Linked DNA regions of Mus musculus: region 1 is linked to region 2. Evidence: chromatin contacts called from public HiChIP or PLAC-seq data. All regions are on one chromosome and are shown on one strand. The core of a region is the stretch at or near the end of the contact, and the rest is flanking DNA. Distances in the headings are between cores, read along the strand shown.

The links. HiChIP or PLAC-seq counts read pairs in DNA pulled down with a chosen protein or histone mark.
Region 1: an H3K27ac HiChIP or PLAC-seq map of embryonic stem cells shows a contact between it and region 2, with 12 read pairs. The contact joins two enhancer-like sites. A contact is called at or near these places in 1 of 15 datasets of contacts at CTCF or cohesin (the NIH/3T3 cell line), 10 of 484 Hi-C or Micro-C datasets (cerebral cortex, double positive thymocytes, embryonic stem cells and 5 more) and 8 of 115 datasets of contacts at active chromatin or transcription factors (bone marrow-derived macrophages, double positive thymocytes, embryonic fibroblasts and 3 more).

Annotation. Positions count from the first base shown.
Region 1 is chr2:52,951,521-52,957,503 of GRCm38.p6, reverse strand. All of the region lies in intron 1 of Fmnl2 (formin-like 2), which reads right to left. Among named protein-coding and RNA genes, the nearest start is that of Gm52511, 54 kb to the left of the region's middle. Within about 2 kb of position 2,258, at least 188 of the 459 cell types and tissues checked have an H3K27ac peak or open chromatin away from gene starts, as enhancers often do. A contact at or near this core is called in embryonic stem cells, where this site is marked.
Region 2 is chr2:52,908,630-52,915,323 of GRCm38.p6, reverse strand. The region is part of intron 1 of Fmnl2 (formin-like 2); the gene reads right to left. Among named protein-coding and RNA genes, the nearest start is that of Fmnl2, 54 kb to the right of the region's middle. Within about 2 kb of position 1,858, at least 21 of the 459 cell types and tissues checked have an H3K27ac peak or open chromatin away from gene starts, as enhancers often do. A contact at or near this core is called in embryonic stem cells, where this site is marked.

The DNA.
Region 1 (5,983 bases), core at 1,009-3,508, 42 kb before region 2:
GGGAGCGCCTATGTGTCCTGCAGATACCAACACCAATCATGCCTTTCTAAATAGAAGAACTTAAGAATAACCTAGTTAAAAAAAAAAAAAAGAAATGTTTTAAAAAATATATATATATATATACATACATACATACATACACACACACACACACACACACACACACACACACATATATACACACACTATATAAATATATATGGGGAGGGGGGTTCGAGACAGGGTTTCTCTGTATAGCCCTAGCTGTCCTGGAACTCACTTTGTAGACCAGGCTGGCCTCGAACTCAGAAATCTGCCTGCCTCTGCCTCCCGAGTGCGGGAATGCCAGGACCAAGAAGTGCATTTAATTGGTTATCAAGGCAAGCCTACAAATCTTGTCGAAGAGCACTCTCCAAGGATAGTGATCATCTCCTCCTCCTCCTCCTCCTCCTCCTCCTCCTCCCCTCCATCACTCAGGAGTCAGTACAGAATCTCAGTCAGTATATCATTTCATCTGGAGACCCTTCATCTGCTTCAGGGAAAGACCTCTCTTATAGCCAATTGTCAAGGAATGGTGTTTGTGTTTTTTTTTTCTTTTGCTGGTACCGTTGCAGGGGTGAAGAACATATGGAGACAGGGAGGTGAGTGGGGTTGTGCTGCATGATGTGAAATTCACAAAGTATCGCTAAAAAGGGTATTTTCCCCTTAAAAAAATCTTAGATGAAAGAGAGAGAGAGAGAGAGAGAGAGAGAGAGAGAAAGAGAGAAAGAGAAAGAGAGAGAGAGAAAGAAAGAAAGAAAGAAAGAAAGAAAGAAAGAAAGAAAGAAAGAGGGAGGAAGGAAGTAGAGAGAAAGAGAAAAGAAAGAGAGGGAGGGAGGGAGAAAGGAAGGATGGAAGGAAGGAAGGAAGGAAGGAAGGAAGGAAGGAAGGAAGGGGAGAGGGAAAGAGAAAGAGGAGAGAAAGAAAGAAAGAGAGAGAGAAAGAAAGAAAGAGGAAGGAAGTAGAGAGAGAGAAAGAGAGAAAAGAAAGAAAGAGAGGGAGGGGGGAGAAAGGAAGGAGAGAGGGAAAGAGAAAGAGAGAAAGAGAGAGAGAGAGAGAGAAAGAAAGAAAGAAAGAAAGAAAGAAAGAAAGAAAGAAAGAAAGAAAGAAAGAAAGAAAGAGAGAGAGGAGAATATGATACATTCAGGACTCCCAGCAAGGTGCAAGTGGATCTGTACAAAAACTCTGCATCTTGGGATTCAGTGAGACTTCTGGGCAGATGCTTCCTAAGTACACAGGGACTCAGTGACAGTAGCTCGTCACTCAAGTGGCTATGTCAGAAAAGAACGAAAGTGACTGTGGTGCCTCCAGACATCAGGAAAGGTCATGATGTTGGAGACTGAAATCTTGCCTCCGGCCTTGGAGGGCCCAAGGAACCGTATCAACGGCATCACACCCTCATTTATATCCTCATACACAGGAGCAGCAGGACACACTGACTCACACACATGCTTGCTCAACTCTCCAGTGTTCATCAGATTTCAATTCCATCAGAACAGACTAAGAAGACGTCTGCGAAAGTCTGCTGGTAACTTACGGGGCCATTTACCTCCACGGAACCAGAATTTACCTAGGCGGGCAAAACTCTTCCTTCTGTGCTGGCTCAACACTTCCCATCAGGATGAGGGAAAGCAGAGATCTCTCTTGCTCCCTGGAGGCTACCCTGGAATGAGTTGACCCTCAAAGGCACCATCTCCACAGCTCTTAAGGAAAGCAGTCCAAAGAAGAAAGTTTTAATGATGGAATTAAGTCCGGTAGAAAACAAGTGAGAAAAACCACGATGGGGTAAAGTACCCTCAAATCCATGTCTACTCAACCCAAATATAACACTGGCCCTGGGGGTAGGCAGGTGGGGTCTAGACAGCTCTCTCCTTCACATCTCATATTCCTGTAGATATTTATCAAATTTCTCCCTTCTAAATCTTCAGTTTGTTTGAGCCCTCCTACAACATATAAACATATTCTTCCATGACAGTAAGAAGGGACATTTTTCAGCTGCATGTTGCCCCTTGCCTTTTACTCTGCTCTCTCTAGTTCGCCAACCAAGCGATCTTCCAGAATACAATGTGCACATAGTTCCTAGCCCGTCACTCTGAAACTCACTGGCTGGCTGCCTTCTGCTTTTTCCAAACCACTGAGAACTGCCCCCTCCCCCCACGGGTGATCTCAGTGTCTAGCCCAGAGCCTGGCTCAAAGCAGGCTGAGTCAGCACTGAGTAAAAGCACACAAGGCCACACCCTGAGCATGAATGAACTTCCTCTGCTTAGAAAACACGTAGTCCCGTGCTCCCTGTGACAGCGCTGCTCGCTGCTGCTCTTCCCATGGGTTCAACTCTCCACCCTCTGCTGACATGCACAACATAAAATCAACACAGTCAGTTACCTCTTTGCTAAAGGCCATTGTTAGAGTTGAGATCTTTAGTGTCCCCAAAGGCCCATGTGCTAAAGGTTTACTTGCCAAACTGTGGTACGACTGGGAGATGATGGAACCCCACCAGGAGGTGGGCTTAATAGGAGGAAATTAGGTGACCAGAAGGGTGCACTTGAAGGTAATATTCAGACCCTGAGCCCTGTTGACTCATTTTGCTTCCTGGCCACCACGAGGTGAATAGTTTTTCTGTTTCCTGCCATGATGTTCTGCCTTACAACAGACCCCAAAACAAAGGCCAGGAAAGACAGACGCCTCCGAAGCAATGAGCTTAATTAATCTTTCCTTCTATTAAGTTTCCTCTGAAACTTTGTCATGGCAACAGAAGGCTGACTAACACAGCCAATATACCCAAAACCATATTAGACATAGGAAAAGCACATGATATTATCATCATCCTGGTCCACAGATCATTGTTTGTGTGCTTCTCATTCCAGTGACTATCACCACCATCATGGTGGCCCACAAAAGAAACCCGAGGGTGGCCTCTGCTTCAGTTCTCACGGCTAAAAAAAAATACCATCTGTAAGTAGCTCTTGACAGACCCACTTTCCATATCATTTTTGTCACTGCCTTGTTCAAGACATGAGCAGACTACGTAGCACTGGCCTTTAAACTTATAATCCTCCTGAATCAGACATGAGTGCCAGGATGCATGTCTCCATCTGTTCATAAGATTAATTCTCAACTGAAACAGTTGCTTCCTTCCCGCTGTCTATTCTAACGGAAGCCTAGGAGACCACTCTCAAGGACCAGAAAGTTCCCTAAGGGTGATGAGCCCTCAGAGGAGTAGTGGCATGTTGTCGAACCCCAGACCTACTAGATAACAATCCCTTCCAGCAAGGCCCAAGCAACTTGAAGGTTTTTGTTGTCAGTTGTTTTTATTTTAGGGGCTGGGGGAAATGACCACTGCTGTTTTTGATTGTGACAGGTTCTGGCTGTATAATGCAAACTCAGGGACCTCCTGCCACAGTCTTTTCAGTGTGGGGACAGCATGTGGGGACAGCAGGCATGCATCACTGCCCCAGCTTCTCAGTTCATATCCTAGCAAGCCCTCCAGATGATAGAGGTGCACAATGAAGTTAGAGAACCAAGACTCTGCTCACATCCCAGCCAGCTCAAAGTCTTCACTGATGTGTCACTGACCCTACAACCAAGTTGTAGTTCCAAGATGCCATTTACTGATCGCAGCAAGGATTCTAAGGAGAGCCTAACAAACGGAACTGATACTGGGTCAGCCTCGGGGTGGGCTCTGGAAAAGGTACTGATGGTAGGATACCAAATCAGCGCCTGAGATGAAAACTGGCTCACTGGGTAAACTGATGATCCCGAGGAGGCAAAACAGGCAGGCAAAGGAAACTTTCTTCCTTTCCTTTCCTTTCAGGTTCCAAAACTGTATCCAGCCCTTACCCTACAATTCCATCCCCCTTTGCCAAAGGCAGAAGATCCTCCACAACAGATATTTAACACGCAAATCCCCAGCTACAAAGTAATAAAATAAAAGCACCCCAGGAAACCAAGTGACAGCTCCTTTCTCCATGGATGTCTAGACCTATATATCTCATGCACTTGCAACTGGCCTGCCAGGTTCCTCAGTCATTTGCTGAAGCAGATCTCCTCTAACTGCACGGCCACAGCCCTCACTATCTACTAAACTCAGTTACAATCACACATCTGCTTAGAAACCTATCACTAGCATGTGATAAATCTTAGCACTCTATAGAGCTCCCCTAGTTAAGCATGCTATGTGTGCAAATATTCTCTTCCAGCTACAGCACAGAACTCAACGGTATTGAGACTCTGGTACCCGTGCAATAGTTTAACTTCTCATGGACCGAAGTGCTTTCTAAGCAGCTTTGCTTTCAGAGTAAGTGGGTCAAAGAAACGGACAACCAATCTGACTCCAACTCTAACATCTCATGGCTCACCATCTCATTCAGTGGTCTACAGTTATTAGACAGTCTATGGTGTTGCTAATTAAAACACCAGCCTGAGATACTGTTCAAGGCCAAGACCAGGTTGGGCTATATAAACAATCAAACAAGAAAGCTCTAGGCTCCAGGCTCATACTTCCAAATACTCACCAAGAGACCTTTGCCTTCTTACACCTCCCGAGTTACAAATGTCAGTGTGAAGGAAGTTTTGCTTTGATTCCTACCATTTTATGCAAGTTGAAAAGTCTATGTTATGCACGCTGACAAGATTTAGCAGTATTTCAGGAACAAATAAGAATTTAAAAATCTTTTGATAGCAAGGTTCCTCTTAACTAACATTCTCCTAATTGCACCTGCTTTGTTGCGGTGTGAAAAGTTATGAACACACACGCAAGAAAATATTGTCAGTTTGCCTGTTCTCTGATCGGCAAGGACACACAGCCCCTATAAGAACACATTCTTTGTGGACTCTTTCTATTTTACTTTGTAACCACAGTCAACCTTTGTAAACCACAAGATACACATCTAGGAGGACTTCTGAAACAACTCATCCCTCAAGAATGAGTCCTGTGGCGACACCTCAATTCCACCTTCCAAGAAAATACAATTTTTCCTCCAAGGCTTTCCTCCGACAGATTCCTGATGCACGAGATAGAGTGAGGCACTCTGTACCCTGCCCTCATCAGCAGCCCTTGGGCAAGAAGCAGGATGAGATAACAGTTATGGCCAGAAGGATAACCAAGGTCTGACTCAAGCACAAAGTCACAGCATGTTCCCTTACCACATTTCTCTCGAGCGTCACAAAAGCACCAAAGCCCCAACTCTAACTTTAGATTATGGCTGGCTGGTGGACCTTTTAAGTTGACACACTCTCTGTATCTTATCTTAGATATGCACAGCAGAAAGGGCCACATGGCTGATTAAACCAGCCCCAGACCCAGTTCAAAGCCAGAACTGGATTATATGAGACCCTGTCTCAATAAATAAGTAAAACAGAAAACTCCAGGCTCGTCCTTCCAAAGAATCAGGAGAGCCTTGCCCTTTGAACACCTGACCTTTACATAAGGTCATTACTGACTTCTCACCAGCTGTGAGTGTGTACACCTGTAGTCCCCAAAGGACAACCTCCACTCTGAAGCCACCTTAAGGTGTACAGGGAGACCCCAGCTCAAAACAACAAGTAACGAGCTAACTACAAAATGGCATTAACTCTTCTGTCCACTTCTATAAACATGACCAATTGTACTGATGGTGTACATTCTCCCCTCCTGCCATCTATCTCTAACTCACACAGAGCCCAGGAGATACAGATGCTGATAAGTAACACCGTCACAGGCCAGGGTGCTAATGAAAAGCTGCTGAGCTGCAACCTAGCAACCCCAGCTGCGAGGACAGTTTTCAGGTCAAGGATGTGAACAGCAGCCCCACCTTACAAATGAAAGGTTTCAAAACACCCTTTAAAAAAAAACTTATTTTTTAAAGTTTTTTTTAATTACATTAAAGCTTTACTTAGTTACAAAATGTCCATTATGTAAAAGAAAACAAAGTTTGGCTTAATTGTAAAGACAACAACAACAAAATCCCAAAACATAAACACACGACTA
Region 2 (6,694 bases), core at 609-3,108:
CATCTTTTTAAAATTAATTAGTTAATTAAAAAAAAAAAAAAAAAAAAAACAAACTGAACTACCTGGCCTGCTGAAGGCAAAGGGACCTCAGGCAGACTCAACTCCACCCACCCACCCTCTGACTTAAAGGGTCTCCCTCCTCCTCTTGTCTTACTACTATTTTTAAATGGGAGCAAGTCTTTGCACACATGTGGGCTTTTAAAGGATTAAACACAATGCCGGGATTTCTTTTTCCTTTGAATCTCTTTCTGATCAATTCCTTAAGACCTATAAATACAGCTTTAAGCAATGATAATAACTGATTATTCACCAAGCACCTGTCAGAAAGCAACTTGAGGTTCAAAGCTAAAGGGGGTGGGAGTGGGGAGCCTGGAGAAAAAGAAAAGCCTCAGTCCACACACACACACACACACACACACACACACACACACACACACACACTTAAACATACATCCTCTTCCATCAATGGTTCTCTTAAACACCCTTGATGAGTTGTTTAGGAACTTCTGTAAGACAGCATTTATGACCCTGGCGAATGCCTATAATTCCCAGAGCTGAGGTCTGCTCCTTCCCTACTCACATCACTTCTTGATACTCTACCCCAGAAGTGTGGTCAAATCACTGAGTTGAGAGGTTTTCAAGTCCATGCTGCCTCTAGTACAGTTCCCAATATCTTGCCATCCATAACTCTGAAAACAAAGTCACAAAATGTTTACAACCCAATAAAGTATCAAACCTTTTGTTGATACTGTCTGCCACCTAATTACTCATTAGATAAGAGTTTGAGGAATTAATTACAGAATTACAATCCCTTAACAGTGGTCCTCAATTATGGGAACCCCTCCCCTTCCAAAAACAAAAAACAAACAAACAAACAAACAAAAAAAAAAAAACCAAGCCGGGCATGGTTGCACACACCTTTAATCCCAGCACTCGGAAGGCAGAGGCAGGTGTATTTCTGAGTTCGAGGCCAGCCTGGTCTACAAAGTGAGTGCCAGGACAGCCAGGGCTACACAGAGAAACCCTGTCTCCAAAAAAACAAAAAACAAAAAACAAAAAAAAAAACCTACATTAAGCAAAGTGTAGACATTGCTATCCAAAATTACTCACTAGTACCCATTACATAGTGACCAAGGATGCCATTTAAACATCCTGCAACTCACAGTTCATTCTCCATATCATCAGCTACTTGACCTAAATTAATGCCAAGCAGAGTTAAGACTAACAAACCCATTCTAAAGCTATAAAGGAACCCAGAAACTGCATAAAAACCCAGGTAGGCAGCAAGTCAGCAGGCCCCTCCCCCATCCTCACAGCCTGCCCAGGCCCTGAAACTTGACTTTGATTGACAAAGCCTTCCCCACAAGCTGCTGATTTACAGGGCCATTCTTTCAAGCACTGTTTGTCATTCGGTTTTGACAGCGCCCAGAGTTCAGAAAGCTCTTATACGCTGCTCTGAAAGTAGTCAAATACTGGTTCATTTACAAAAAGCGTTCACAATCATTGGAAGTCTACCTGAGAGAAAGGGGCAGTCCTTGAGGCTTTAGCAATACCGAGAGCACTCAACCTGGGGAATTTCTAATTCCCCCACTGCTTTGAACTAGATTTTATTCCTAGTTTATAGATGAGGATCAGAGAAACTAAGATTTTTGCCTCAAGCTATATAACCTGAGTAAATCCAAGAACCCCGTTCTTTCCACTCAGCTAACCTCTGCAACTCCAGGGGGCCTTACTCTTTAGACACCAAGGTAACCAAGGGGACACCACGGGGAGTTAACAAACTCAGCAAGCCAATGCCAGTACTGACTCTGGGGGACATCAGGCATTTATAGGGCTAGGGTTGTCTACATTTCCTTTTTCCTTTTTATAAAACCACAACCAAAACCTAGGACCTTATGCAAGTGCTCTACCACTCAGCTCTATCCCCAGCCTCCCTCCTTTGGTTTGTTTTTATTTTTTACTTTAAGACAGGCTCTCATTAGCTTGTCTGTGCTGGCACTGAATTCAAGATCCCTCTGCCTAGGTTCTCAAGTGCCAGAACTACAGGTACGCACCACTATGCTTGGCCTGTGTCCACTTTTCTTAAAAACGAAAACAAAATAAAAACCAGCCTCCACAGAGAGAAACACCAAAGTGAAAAGGGAGAGGAATAAAAGTTACAGAGCACGCAGGTGCACACATGTGTGTGCATGTACACACCCACACCCACACATGCATGTGCACACATTCAACACTTTGCCAACTGAAAGTGTATCACTTCACTCTGTCTCATTTTATTTTCCTATATCATATCAGAAAAGTAAATTTGGACTAGAGAGATGGCTCAGCAGTTAGGAGGACCAACTGCTCTTTTGGAGGTCCTGAGTTCGATTCCCAGCAACCACATGGTGGCTCACAACCATCTGTAACGGGATTTGATGCCCTCTTCTGGTGTGTCTGAAGACAGCTACAGTGTACTCATATACATAAAATTAAAAAATAAATCTTAAAAAAAGAAAAAAGAAGAAAGAAAAGAACATTTTAATTGTTTTGGAAGGTACAAGAACAATTCCATCAGGTAATTAGGATATCCCAAAATCAATTCCTTTCTAACCAGTTCCAAAAACTAAAAAAAAAAAAAAAAAAAAAAAAAGTTGAATTGTCTAGATATTTACCCTAAATCTCCCAACATCTTGCCCATCTGGTTTCCTTGCAAGTCACCCAGCTAAGTCATCTGTGTATGTGATTTTCAGTCCTTCAAACCAAAGTTACTCCATTTATTAGTGGAAAGAGAAAAAGGTTTCCTTACAATTTCCCTTCCTGTGTGGAGAAGCAGGACTGAGTCAACTCTAACATCCTCAAACAAAACACTAAATCCAATACAGATAAACCTGACGTGTTATTTCCCATCAGCCAATTTTACAACAGTACTAATTGTGATTTTGAAAGGATGACAACACGCTCTGGATGAAGCAAAAGGGGTAATATATTTATTTAGTCTACAAATTCGCAGAATAGTGAACTTGCCAAAAGTGTTACACCTCCATGGTCTTGTGATTCATTAAGCAAGATGATCACTTACAGAGCTTCTAAGATAGCAAAGAAGAACCATCTTACCCTAGGTTTTGGCTTTTGTCGGGCTTGTTTGTTTGTTTGTTTGTTTGTTTTTAGAGGATGCATTTAAGCAACACTCTTTGAATAACTGTTACTCTCAACTCTAAGTACATTTGTCTTAAGCATGTACACTGTGTTTCTTTTTTTCCTTTTTAAATCTTCCATGAAGACAAGCCTTAATCAGGGAAGGAAAGAAGACAGATGTCTGTATTCCAAAACTCTCAGAAGTACTGAAGTTTGCTCCTATTCAAGCCCCATCTATGGCCAGGACCTGCAAGCCTCTAGATAAATGCTTTCTTCAGAAACGAGAGGGATGACAGCCACGAATTAACAGTGCACAGAGGGTCTGACTGGATGCCTTAGCCAGCAAGTCCTGCAACAACGAGTGGGTCAGTGACAATATTGTTCAATGCATTCATTTGAGAAATGACCAGCTCTTCAGTCTCCCTCCATTTTTTTTGTGTTGTTTTGTTTTCTTTTGTTTGGTTTAGGCCACCTAGGTCCAAATAGCAAATAAAGTATATGACTTCTAACGCAGCCTTAAGGGACAAGTAATTCCCTCCTATAAAGTCAGAATTGTATCCAGCCAAACTCTTCAATTTTTCCAATGTGGAAACACTTAGCAGTGGCTGTTCCAAGGCTTAGTCCACATCTAAGACATTAAAAGAAATGAGAGAAGGGGGAGACGTGTGGGCACAGAGATTCGTCTCTGCAGAAATGCCATGATTAAACAGCCAGGCTTACATTTGTAGAACCACATTAAAGACTTCAGAATCCTCCCCTCTCTCCAGAGTGACAACACTTAAGCAAAACCTTTCTGCTAAAGGCAGGGGTTCTTAAAAATTATCTGAAAAATAAAAGACCCCCCTCATGACTTTTGTTCTCATTTTAAGAAGAAAAAAAAATAGCCATTTTCTTAATTTCCCAATTTCATTTATCCTGTTTCTCTCAACTGGTCGTTGGTCAAAGCATATTTGAAAGACAAGGCCAGAGCCAATTATCCCAAGAACAAACAGTATTCTGCTAAAGGCTTATAAAAATAAATTTGGCTTCCAAAAAAGAATTCAAGAATTCCACATTGTCCTCTCTTCTCCCGTAAGCCTGTTGATTTTTTTTTTTTTTAACTCGTTACTATTTTTCTCCAAATTCTTTCTGGGGAGGGATATTAAAGAAAAATCTCTAAGTATACCAATGTAGTTTCGCTATAAAAACACAGTTTGCATATTTCAAATCAAAAGATTTGCATTGCAGGAGAGGCCCTTGGTCCTGTGAAGGTTCTATGCCCCAGTATAGGGGAATGCCAGAACCAGGAATGGGAGTGGGTGAGTTGGGGAGAAGGGAGAAGGGGGAAGGGGAGGGGAGGGGGATTTTTGGAGAGGAAACGAGGAAAGGGGATAACATTTGAAATGTAAATAAAGAAAATATCTAAAAAAAAAAAATTTTGCATTGCAACTCGGCTTGAATAATTTTTGGTGATATTAACAACCAAAGCGCCTTAGCCCTTCTCTCACGTCAGCTGAACTGAGAGCTGACCTGGCTCAAGTCTCACAGGAAGGCCATCCCTCCAAATTTACCTTCCCAGATTGTGTTCAACAGGTTTATGTTTATTCTCAAATCACAATTTAAATCACTTCAGTATCTCAATCTAACTTCTTATTCTAAGAGATCAATCCGGGTAATAGCCAAGGACCACTGTGGAGGCTCAATATTGGAACGAGCTTATTAGTAACAACCTTGTGGGGCTAGAATCAAGACACCAATTTCATTGAAACCCAAAGTCCCTTGGATGGGATTTTTTCTTCAGGCTGAGGTACTCCATTCAAGCTCTTGCCTAGAACTTGTCCTTTCTATTCTTTGTAGAAGAATAGAAATTTCTAGAAGTTGCCCTTTCTATTCTTTGCATCCCAAGCACTACTCTAGAACATGTCTTTAGACACGTGGTTCTCAAGCTGTGGGTCACGACCCCTTTAAGGGTCACATATCACATATCCTGCATATTAGATATTTGCTTTACAATTCACAGCAATAGCAAAATTTCAGTTATTCAGCAGTAAAATTACAGTTATGGAGTAGCAACAAAAATAATTTTATGGGGCTGAAGAGATAGCTCAGCAGTTAAGAGCACTGACTCCTCTCCCTGAGTTCAATTCCCAGTAACCACATGGTGGCTCACAACCACCTGTAATGGGATCCGATGCTCTCTCTTCTTGGGTGTCTGAAGAGAGTGACAGGGTACTCTCATACATTAAAAAAAAAAAAAAAATCAATAAATCTTTAAAAAGAATTATTTTATGGCTGAGGGTCATCACAACACGAGGAACTGGATGAAAGGGTCGCACCGTTAGGAAGGTTGAAAGCCACTGCTTTAGCCTCTTGTGTGGGGTTTGCTACCTCATGTCACACAGCACCACGGCAATCCAGCTTGGACCTACAGATAGTCCTGAGTCTGAAAACAGAGAACTGCAAAGACAGCCTGATCAAAAGGCTTCTGCAGCTTGATTTCCTACTGTGGGTCAAGGAACTGGAAAGGAATTTGAATAATAATAATAATAATAATAATAGCAATATAGCATTGTGAGAAAATTAGACAAGACTACCCTTGATACGTGTGTAGTTTAATTTGGCTAAAGCAATTTCTGGTGACACCAGAGACAAAAGCACCAGCGTTCTTTATGGTCGGCTGAAGGGAGGGAACACAGACACAGTTTAACTCTGACAGGAAGGCCACGCCCAGAAATTCAGTTTCATAGATTTTAAGTCAACGAGTTTATGTTTATTCTCAAATCACAATTTAAATCACTTCAGTATATCTCTAGTGCTAAATAAAAATTAATTCCTGCAAAGGGTTACCTATCATAGAAAAGTTATTTTGTGGATAAATTTGAGTATGGGGTCTTCCAAAGACAGGGGAAAAGCAATTGTTTGTGGTTTCTAGAGTTCTTTTTTTTTTTTTTTCTTTTTAAATGATTAATTGACATGCATATGTGCTTGCCTGAGTGACTTAGTGCTTACCACGTACATGCAGATCTCAGAGGTCCAGAGAAAGTACAAGGTCCCCTGGAGCTGGAGGTATAGTTGGTTCTCAGACCAAGTAGGTGCTGGGAAGAGAGCTGGGGCCCTCTGCAAAAGCAGAAAACTCCGACTGCTGAGCTCTCTCTGGATCTTCCTTGTTTATGTTTGAGCTAGAGTTTTACTCTGTAGCTCAGGTTAGTTTTGAACCTGCAATGCTCTTACTGCCACCAGCCTGACTAATGATGTAAAACATTAGCTGTATGCAGTTTCTGTATCAAAAGAAGTAGGCTGTCATTCTTAACTGTAGAGAAAAAAAGGCTAGCAAGACATCGAAGCAGATAAAGATGCTTGCTCAGACCTGATGACTGGAGTTCAGTGCCCAGAACACAAGATGAAAAGAGAGATGGACTCCAAGTATTGTCCTCTGACCTCCGTATTCAAGCTGTATTTCTCTCTGTCTCTGTCTCTCTGTCTCTTTGACTCTCTCTCTCTCTCTCTCTGTCTCTCTCTCTCACACACACCTTAATAAGAAAATTTTCATTTCTAATATTCTAAAATAAAAGAGCTTTGTAAATACATTTTAAAATAA